Linked DNA regions of Gossypium hirsutum: region 2 is linked to region 1. The links are chromatin contacts, called in public Hi-C maps. All regions are on one chromosome and are shown on one strand. The core of a region is the stretch at or near the end of the contact, and the rest is flanking DNA. Distances in the headings are between cores, read along the strand shown.

Region 1 (4,116 bases), core at 638-3,137:
CAAAACAAATGAAGCTTTCAAAATAGTGGGGATTGTCCATCTCACAAATGGAACACAATCGTTTTATATATTATTATCGAATCAAATAATAACATATCATTAAAAATAAATTTAATTGATTTTATTTTTAATAATGTTTCATCATCTAGTTCATTGAATGTATATAAGATTATTTGCGGTCTCTACATCAAATGTTCTCAAGTTATGAATTAGATTCTAAATTAGTTAATAAATTTTAAAATAATGTAATTGAATTTTCAAAATAGCAATATCCTATTGATTAGGTCTTTCTACTAGCCTAATTACTAATTTGTATACTAATAAATATCAATTTAAATATGACGATGAGCATATTTAAATCGCGTGAATCAAGGTGTAAACATTAATTTATATCCTTATTGCACAAATAATTTAAAACTGATGCATTAAGAAAAAGAATCACCTTTCTAAAATTTTATTAACACTATTTATTTTTCTCTAATATATCAAAATCAGAGTTACCCGTGTGATACATATACTTAATTCAAACACGAAACTAGCATTTAACCTATATTTGATTAATAGACCGACGAAAGTGCATGATTAATAATACAATATCGAGGAGGTTAATTTAAAATTTAACCGCTAATTCGAGAATGTTTGGTGAAATTTACCTTTTATATATATATAAATAAGTATTGATTAGACCCATAGAAATTCCATCTTACCTAGAAGATAATGATTGCTTCACTTAATGGTTTTTGGGGCTTGGTTGGATTTGAATGTAACTAAGGAAAAAGTAAAAAAGCATGATAATTAAGTACCATTTGATCTATACATACAGCTTATCAGATTAATGCAATAATCTGATTGATTGAAAAAATCAAGTTTCTTTTAATTTTCTCTTTTGTCTCCTGTTCTCCAATCATCAGAGGATAATTAATTAGTGAAGTTGTTTTGTTAATGCTATGATTACTATAAAACAAGAGCTTAATTATTATTAGGCAATAGACATGATGAGAAGATGGGCTAATTTAGGAGCTAGATATTAACTACCATGCTAACTTTTCAAACAATCATTTTTTTTTCTCATGATAAATTTGTTGCTATCATTTAATAAATTATCTCTTTTTTGGTTAAAATGTGAGATATCCAAGTTATTAGATTTAATTTGGTGTAATTATTTGGTTAGACATTGGGAAAAAAAATTATTTCATAAGTAGGGTTGAGATTTTGTCAATTTGTTTATTTTTTAAGTACAACTTAAAGACATGGCAAAATCTCAACCCACTTGTGGAGTTAAAATTTTCCACTATCAACGTATCAAATAATTATTCATGAATTTTTTATCCAAAATTATATAAGATAGAATAGAATAAAATATTATACTAATAAGATTAAATTTAATAAATAAATAGTTTTAAGAAAACAAGATTTAATCAAATAACATAATTATGCTTAATTATTTTTTATGATATAAATTACATAACATATAAACTAAATGAAAAATATATACTATGAATTTGAAAACAAGTTGTGTTGGGCTAAGCTTAAGTTTTGGATATAGAAACTTAAACACCGCCCATATCTTAAATGAATCTAATTTTTTATTCAATCCTATTTTTTGAGTCTCATTCCTCTCCCACAATATAACTTTCTGTTTCTTTAAAGTTTTCGTCATTTTTTTTTCACTTTCTCATATCTTATATATATATATATATTTTGTAAATAAATTTTAATAAAATATTATTATTTTTTTCATTTTCTCATATTTTTTAATTTATTATTATTTCTCACACAAGGAACAATTTTGGTGGTAGATTGAAATAGCCTAGGCAGGATGGGCCATTTGACGGGGATATTTTTTTGGGTATAAAGCATATATCGCTGAGATGGTTTTAAGCTCTCAAGGAGGCCCAACTCCCACTGATTCACACTAATAGATTTTCTTCATTTCAAAGCAACCCCAACCTGATATATATACACTCCAGCTTTTGTGTTTGGTCAAAGTCAATGAACACTCCCTCTATTTTATTCAAAATTTAAAATTAGTTCCTTTATTTTATTGTGGTACTTCACGAGTTTGAAAATTTTGATTAAAATATAAATTAAATTCATGTACTCTTCGTGCTTTTAAAGTTTAGTCTTCCTTTTATTTCAAAAAAATTAGCTTTATCTATTTTACGGATTAAAAAATGTAAGTCTAACTATTAATATTGTCAATTATTAATATTGTAAAAAATTCTTCTATTAAATATAAGTTTATTATAACATATTTTTTGTATTATATGATTATCATGTGAGCTTTTTTTATTTTAAAATATCATATTAACAGATTTAACAAATGAATTTTAACAGTATTAATAATTTGATATAAATTTTAAAATTAAAAAATATTAAAGACTAAATATTTAGAAATAAAACTAGAGGGTTTAAACTCTAGTAAAGGAAATTCGAGTTTATTTTAGCTGAAAATTTTACTATAAATATTAATAACTTTTGCTTTTGCCTTCAATAATATGTTTATTATAACATATTTTTTGTCTTTGCCGTTAATGATACCCTTCACTTTAATTCGGGTAATTTTGGTGTTTGTACTTCGCAATTCATAGTTATAGTAATTAGTAAAAGCAAACGATTATTAACAATTGAGTTAAAATTTTAAATAAGGTTGAAATAAAATTAACCTGCAGATACGAAGATTTAATGTTGGTCGTAATGACAATTGGAATGAAAAATGTCCGAGTATGAAAATAAGCTAAGGGTAAATAAGTGATACAATTAAACTTTGTTTACGCAATTCAGACACAATAATCTTAAGTCTGCAAAGCTTTATTCATGATATACTCTTATTTAATCACCAAATTAAATCAATCATAATAAACCATCTTTACTGACTAAAGCTCATAACCTCTTTTTGTTGAATTTGGTGCCCTAAGTGTAGCATTTTTGTCTAAGTATACTTGTAATTTTTTCGAACAGATTGGCTAATAAAAGTATTCGTAAATTACAATAATATTTTGTATAATGTCCTCACATGGTTTTTGCACGTAAAGCGAAATGGAAGAAAATTTTTGTTCACTTGTTGTCTAATGTTTAACTAATATTAAGCGGTATTATGTGGTTGGATCGTAATACAGAAAGACAACTTATATTAGTAGACGAATCTAAACTTATCCTTAGTCTAATCGAAAATGAGCAAACAGATTGAAAGACTAATATGTCATCTATCAAGTCTAATTAAGGAGATGTCTTGTCTTGGGCATTAGAACGGATGACACCTAGAAGATAAAGACATAAATGTGACTGACTGGACTGACAGTCCATCAGATAAGACCCAAGCAGAATAGATCCTTAAATCGTTTATGGATTAATTCACTTGAGACATTTATGTGTGATATAGCTAAATCCTGACTGGATGGCTTTGATGTAAGTAAAAGCCTGAGTTCAAATAGATAAGGAACCAAAAGTTGGTGTATTGGGTGTACGACTTCTGCAATATGTAGCACCATTCATAATAATGGAATTCATAGCTCGAGACATGGGTAAATGATATCCTCTCATTGGTATTACATGGTTGATGAAAAGTAAACATGGCCATGGGTCTTTCTTCTTTGTGATGAATGACTTAATTACTATTCGATAATAATTGATTTTTCATGAAGGAAGATGTAATAGTTACCATGGGATAAAATAGAATCATATTGGGAAAACGAATATTATCTCAAAGAGATCAAGGATATCATATGAATGTAACACACTTATGGCAAGGTCATTGGACGAGCATTGAGTAGTTGCTTTCGTAATGGTATGTTGTTGGGGAGAGCTCATTCACGATACTATAATGGAATGACTTTGTGACTAAATGAGTTTATAAGTAATAGGGGAAAAGCCGAGACTTAATAAATCATTTGAGCCTCAACAACATATGTCCAATCGATCCCTCTACTAGCTCGTTGAAACCAGGAATGAATTGCGTGTTTGAATAGAATGAATAGAAAAAGAGAAATGGGAAACATTCAGGATTGATTATGGTTTTCTTTGAAATGGAGAAATGGAATCATTTGGAAATGAATGTAGGTTTCCAAAAATGGAAATTGAAAATAGAAATGATGCATTTGCAATTTTATATGGATT
Region 2 (4,116 bases), core at 812-3,311, 110 kb before region 1:
TTAATATTTTTATTAAAATTTAATAATTTTTAAAACTATAATTTAATTTAATTTTTTTGGCCACATGTCACGTCGTGGTTGTGACATAAGGTGGCTTTAACTAAAAAAAATTAGGGGTAGTTAACTTTAACAATCAACTGTTAAAGTTAATGGTCAAATGGCCTTTTTTGACAATTTAAGTACCCAATTGAGTGCAAATTCAAAAGGCAGGGGCTTTAATACTTTTTTTTGAAAAGTTTGAGAGCCTTTTGATACATTTTAAAAATTTAAATACCCAATTGAGTACAAAAAAATATAAGTACTTAATTGCTTTCTTTAAAAAATTTAAAAATTTTTTACACCCTTAAACCTACTTAAATATAAAAAAAAATATAATACACGCTTAATCATTTAAACCCGTGTCTTCCTCATTATTACAACAACAAAAACAAATCTAAAATTCTCACGTTAAATAGATGCAATAATAAAAGAGATCAACTTTCACATTGTCAAAGTTTGCCAAGTTGACCAGACCAAATTTGTGCCTAACACCGTCCACTAGTTATTATATATACATATATGTAAAAGGGAAAGATAAAATAAAATGATGACAATGGATAAGCAATTAAGCATGTGAATTTCGTGCTTAGTCTAAAATTTACCAATATAATGTGAAGCCAAAAACCTAGTATATATTGCAGCGCATGTGACATTCATTATTTTATATATGGCAGAAAATAGGAACCCCACCGACCAACTCCCACTATGTGTTTTAGGATATTTCAGTTCATATTTCGCATTCTTCACTGTCGGAAATTTTACTGCAAATATACATGTGATGGAGTTTAAAGGAAGGAAGGTAGTCAAATAGTGTGTATGGTGTGAATGTATTCTTTAGATTTGTTAGTGATAAATATTAATATTGATTGTGTTTCGTGTATTATTTTAAATTTATCAATATTTTAAATATTTTATATATCTTATATATAAAATATTTAATTGAATTAGATATAATTCAATTGAAAAAAATAATAAAAATATTATATTAATAAAGTTATATAAATAATTTAATTTTTTAAATAAAATAAAAAAAATTGTATGACAATCTTGCCAACGCAATCAAAATCTCATTAACAATTTTTATTTTTATTGTATGAATAATTATTATTATTATCTTTAAAAAATCATCGCTTAAACATTTCTATTATATTATTTTTATTTCTTTCACCTAGTATACCATAGTAATAATATTATATACATGCAAATATACCTTAATTGCATGCATATAAATATAGTTATATGCAAAAATATAATAAAGTTCAATAACTTAATTTAATGATTATATATATTTTTAAATATAATTATAAAAATATTTAAGTTAAAAAATATTGAAAATTTAATTAAAATAGTAAATTTTGTGTTGATCAATACGTACTGATACAAATTAATATTAGCAAAAAAGTGGAACATATATAGTAACTGATTGAAACTATTTGATACCAATTGAAGGCTGAAAAGGAACGTAATGGCCAATACGACCTGTATCGAAACGATAAAATTATCGGTTTTTGGGTTGCCCATAAATGTGGCAAAAATATATGGGCCACAACTGATCAATTCAGGCCCATCCATTTTCATTTTTCTTCCTGGGTTCAAAATATAGGGTCTGTTTGATAGGGGAAAATATTTTCCGGAATTGGTTTTCCCCATTTTCCAGTGTTTGATTGGAGGAAAATATTTTCCTTTTGGAAAATCAACTCCAAAACACGGGAAAATGCCTTACAATTTTGGGAAATTGTCTTACCGATTCAATCTCCGTAAGACATTTTCCTAAAGCTCTCATGCATTCTTCTCCCTTCATCCAGTAAGCTTCCTTCATCCATTCTTCTCCCTTCATTCCTTCAAATTTCCGTTCTTGAAAGCTTCATTTTGGTTCAGAACTGGAAACCGCTGCTGGTACGTTGCAATTCTATTTTTCGACGGTTACTTCGTTTATTTTTCATTTCTTTTTTGCTTTTATGCTCCGTTTATTTTTCATTTCTTTTGGCTGTTACTGTCGCTGCCATTTCTGCTTTCAAATGATGGGTAAGCTTCATTCTTCTTTTATTCTTCGTTCGATTGTTAATGCTGGAAGCCATCTTTCTAATTTCCACTCTTTTTCTTCTTCTTCTAACACCATTGCTACCCACATCGACTGCCTAAGTAAGAAACCCATGTCCATGCCTGTTAGAGGAAAGGGAAAAACAGACCACTGCTTCGATAATGTTGATCATGCTTTGAGTTTGTTCAATAAGATGATTGAAAAGTACCCAAAGCCTTCAATTGTGGAATTCACTAAATTATTTGCAACCATTGTTAGAATGAAACATTATGTCATTGTTGTTTCTATGTGTAGCCAGATGGAATTATTAGGCGTTTCCCATGATGTTTATTCTGTGAGCATCTCGATTAATTGCTTTTGTCAATTAGGTCGAATTGATTTTGGGTTTTCTGTTTTGGGGAAAATGCTGAAGTTAGGTGTTGAGCCTGATGTTGTAATTTTTTCAACTTTGATTAATAGGCTTTGTAATCAAAGTAATATTTCTGTGGCCGTTTGTGTATTCGATATAATGTTCGATATAATGTTTTCTGGAAAAAGGATTGATCTTTATGGTTGTATTATCTCTAGTAATCTTTTGTAAATATAATGTTTCCATCTTTGTTGTTGATTTATATTCTGCCCTCTTTATACATAATGTTCTGTGTAGAGAATGAGTGTATATGTTGTATCCTGTTGAATGGGAATATATAATTGAACCTATTTTACTTTTCTTTTCCCAGTTGGTTGTGGAAAGAATGTTGGCTTCTGAAGGAATAAAAGGGATAGAATTGGGCAGAGATGAATTTGAAAAACGAGTTTGGGAGTGGAAAGAGAAGTATGTCTTCCCTTAAATTATTTGCATACTTGGTTTTTCTGCTGTTCTTTGCTGATTTTGAATCTGTTACTTTGTACATATCATCTATTGTGTTTTATTTGCTTGAGGGGTTCTCCACAACTTCAATAAATTCTACTTCTTCTCCTTCCAAATACTGATACTTATGGAGTTTTATTGCTTTAACCCGTTGCTTAATTTCTGGTGTTTATTGTTCATATTTGACCATACTTCCAAGTTTTCTGGCAATCTTTTTTCTTTGTGCATTATATAGTAGTTTTAGTTTTATCTTTTCATTTAATTATTATGGTTCATTTATTTTATGATAGGTTTCGACCCCGCATTCTTATTGATGTTAACAAGATTGACATGACCACCACTGTCCTGGGATTTAAGATTTCAATGCCTATCATGATTGCTCCGACTGCTATGCAGAAAATGGCTCACCCTGAAGGTATGAATGTTCTGGTTTTTTAGTACCCTTGTTATGAGATTGTTTGAGCAACTAATGTTCACATATCAGATTGAGCACAGTCGTCTTTGGTTGCTGAGTATGCTTAGACTTGCATGATGATTTACATTGCAACTCTGGATATTTCCTGAAACAGAACAAATTTGTATACGAATGATTTCCAGATGCGAAGGAGTGAATAAAATGTAAAATTTAACTTTCGTATGCAGACATAGCATCAATTCTTACTTATGATGTTCATGGACTATGCCATAGAAGTCAAACAAATCAGCTTAAATTCCATTGCTTACTATCATGTTTCACTTTGCTAACTGATATTTAGCATGTTTATTTTCTCATTTGATCATAATATTCTATCTTCCTGATGTACATGGTATTACTCAATGTGCAGATTCCTCACTTGAGACCTGCGGAATACAAGAGGTCTAGGTTACCTAGGAACAGGAGGACTGTGAACCGTGCCTATGGTGGTTTTGAAGATTCAGAAAACAAAGGAAAATGTTTCATCAAAGAGCCAGTTCAACCGATAAAAGATTCATTATGACAGGAAGTAACAACGTTGTTTCTGATTTTTGTTTTTTTCTTCTAGTTCTACGCATTTTCAAACATCTCTTGTACAAGTAAACTTCATAAATAAACTTCATAAATAGAGAAAGAATCAAGACACCGCATGTTGTATCAAGATATTGATACTTTTATGTGGTGTAATATTATGCACTTGGACAATGTTGTTACTATGTGGTGTACTACTAA

Evidence for each region. A called contact is a pair of places that touch in the nucleus more often than the background predicts.
Region 2: a Hi-C map of leaf shows a contact between it and region 1, with 2.0 times the contacts expected there. The contact joins the promoter of LOC107961717 here to the enhancer-like site in region 1. A contact is called at or near these places in 3 of 34 Hi-C or Micro-C datasets (hypocotyl, leaf and petal).

What each region holds. Positions count from the first base shown.
Region 1 is chrA06:44,493,367-44,497,482 of Gossypium_hirsutum_v2.1, reverse strand. No RefSeq gene overlaps it. Among protein-coding and RNA genes, the nearest start is that of LOC121231197, 31 kb to the left of the region's middle. Within about 2 kb of position 1,887, at least 2 of the 9 cell types and tissues checked have an H3K27ac peak or open chromatin away from gene starts, as enhancers often do. A contact at or near this core is called in leaf, where this site is marked.
Region 2 is chrA06:44,599,741-44,603,856 of Gossypium_hirsutum_v2.1, reverse strand. It overlaps LOC107961717 (pentatricopeptide repeat-containing protein At5g16640, mitochondrial), which reads left to right and starts at 2,061. Exons shown (of 4, transcript XM_041115400.1): 1 at 2,061-2,414; 2 at 2,800-2,894; 3 at 3,221-3,345; 4 at 3,755-4,116. The coding sequence starts at 2,061. The coding sequence ends at 3,792.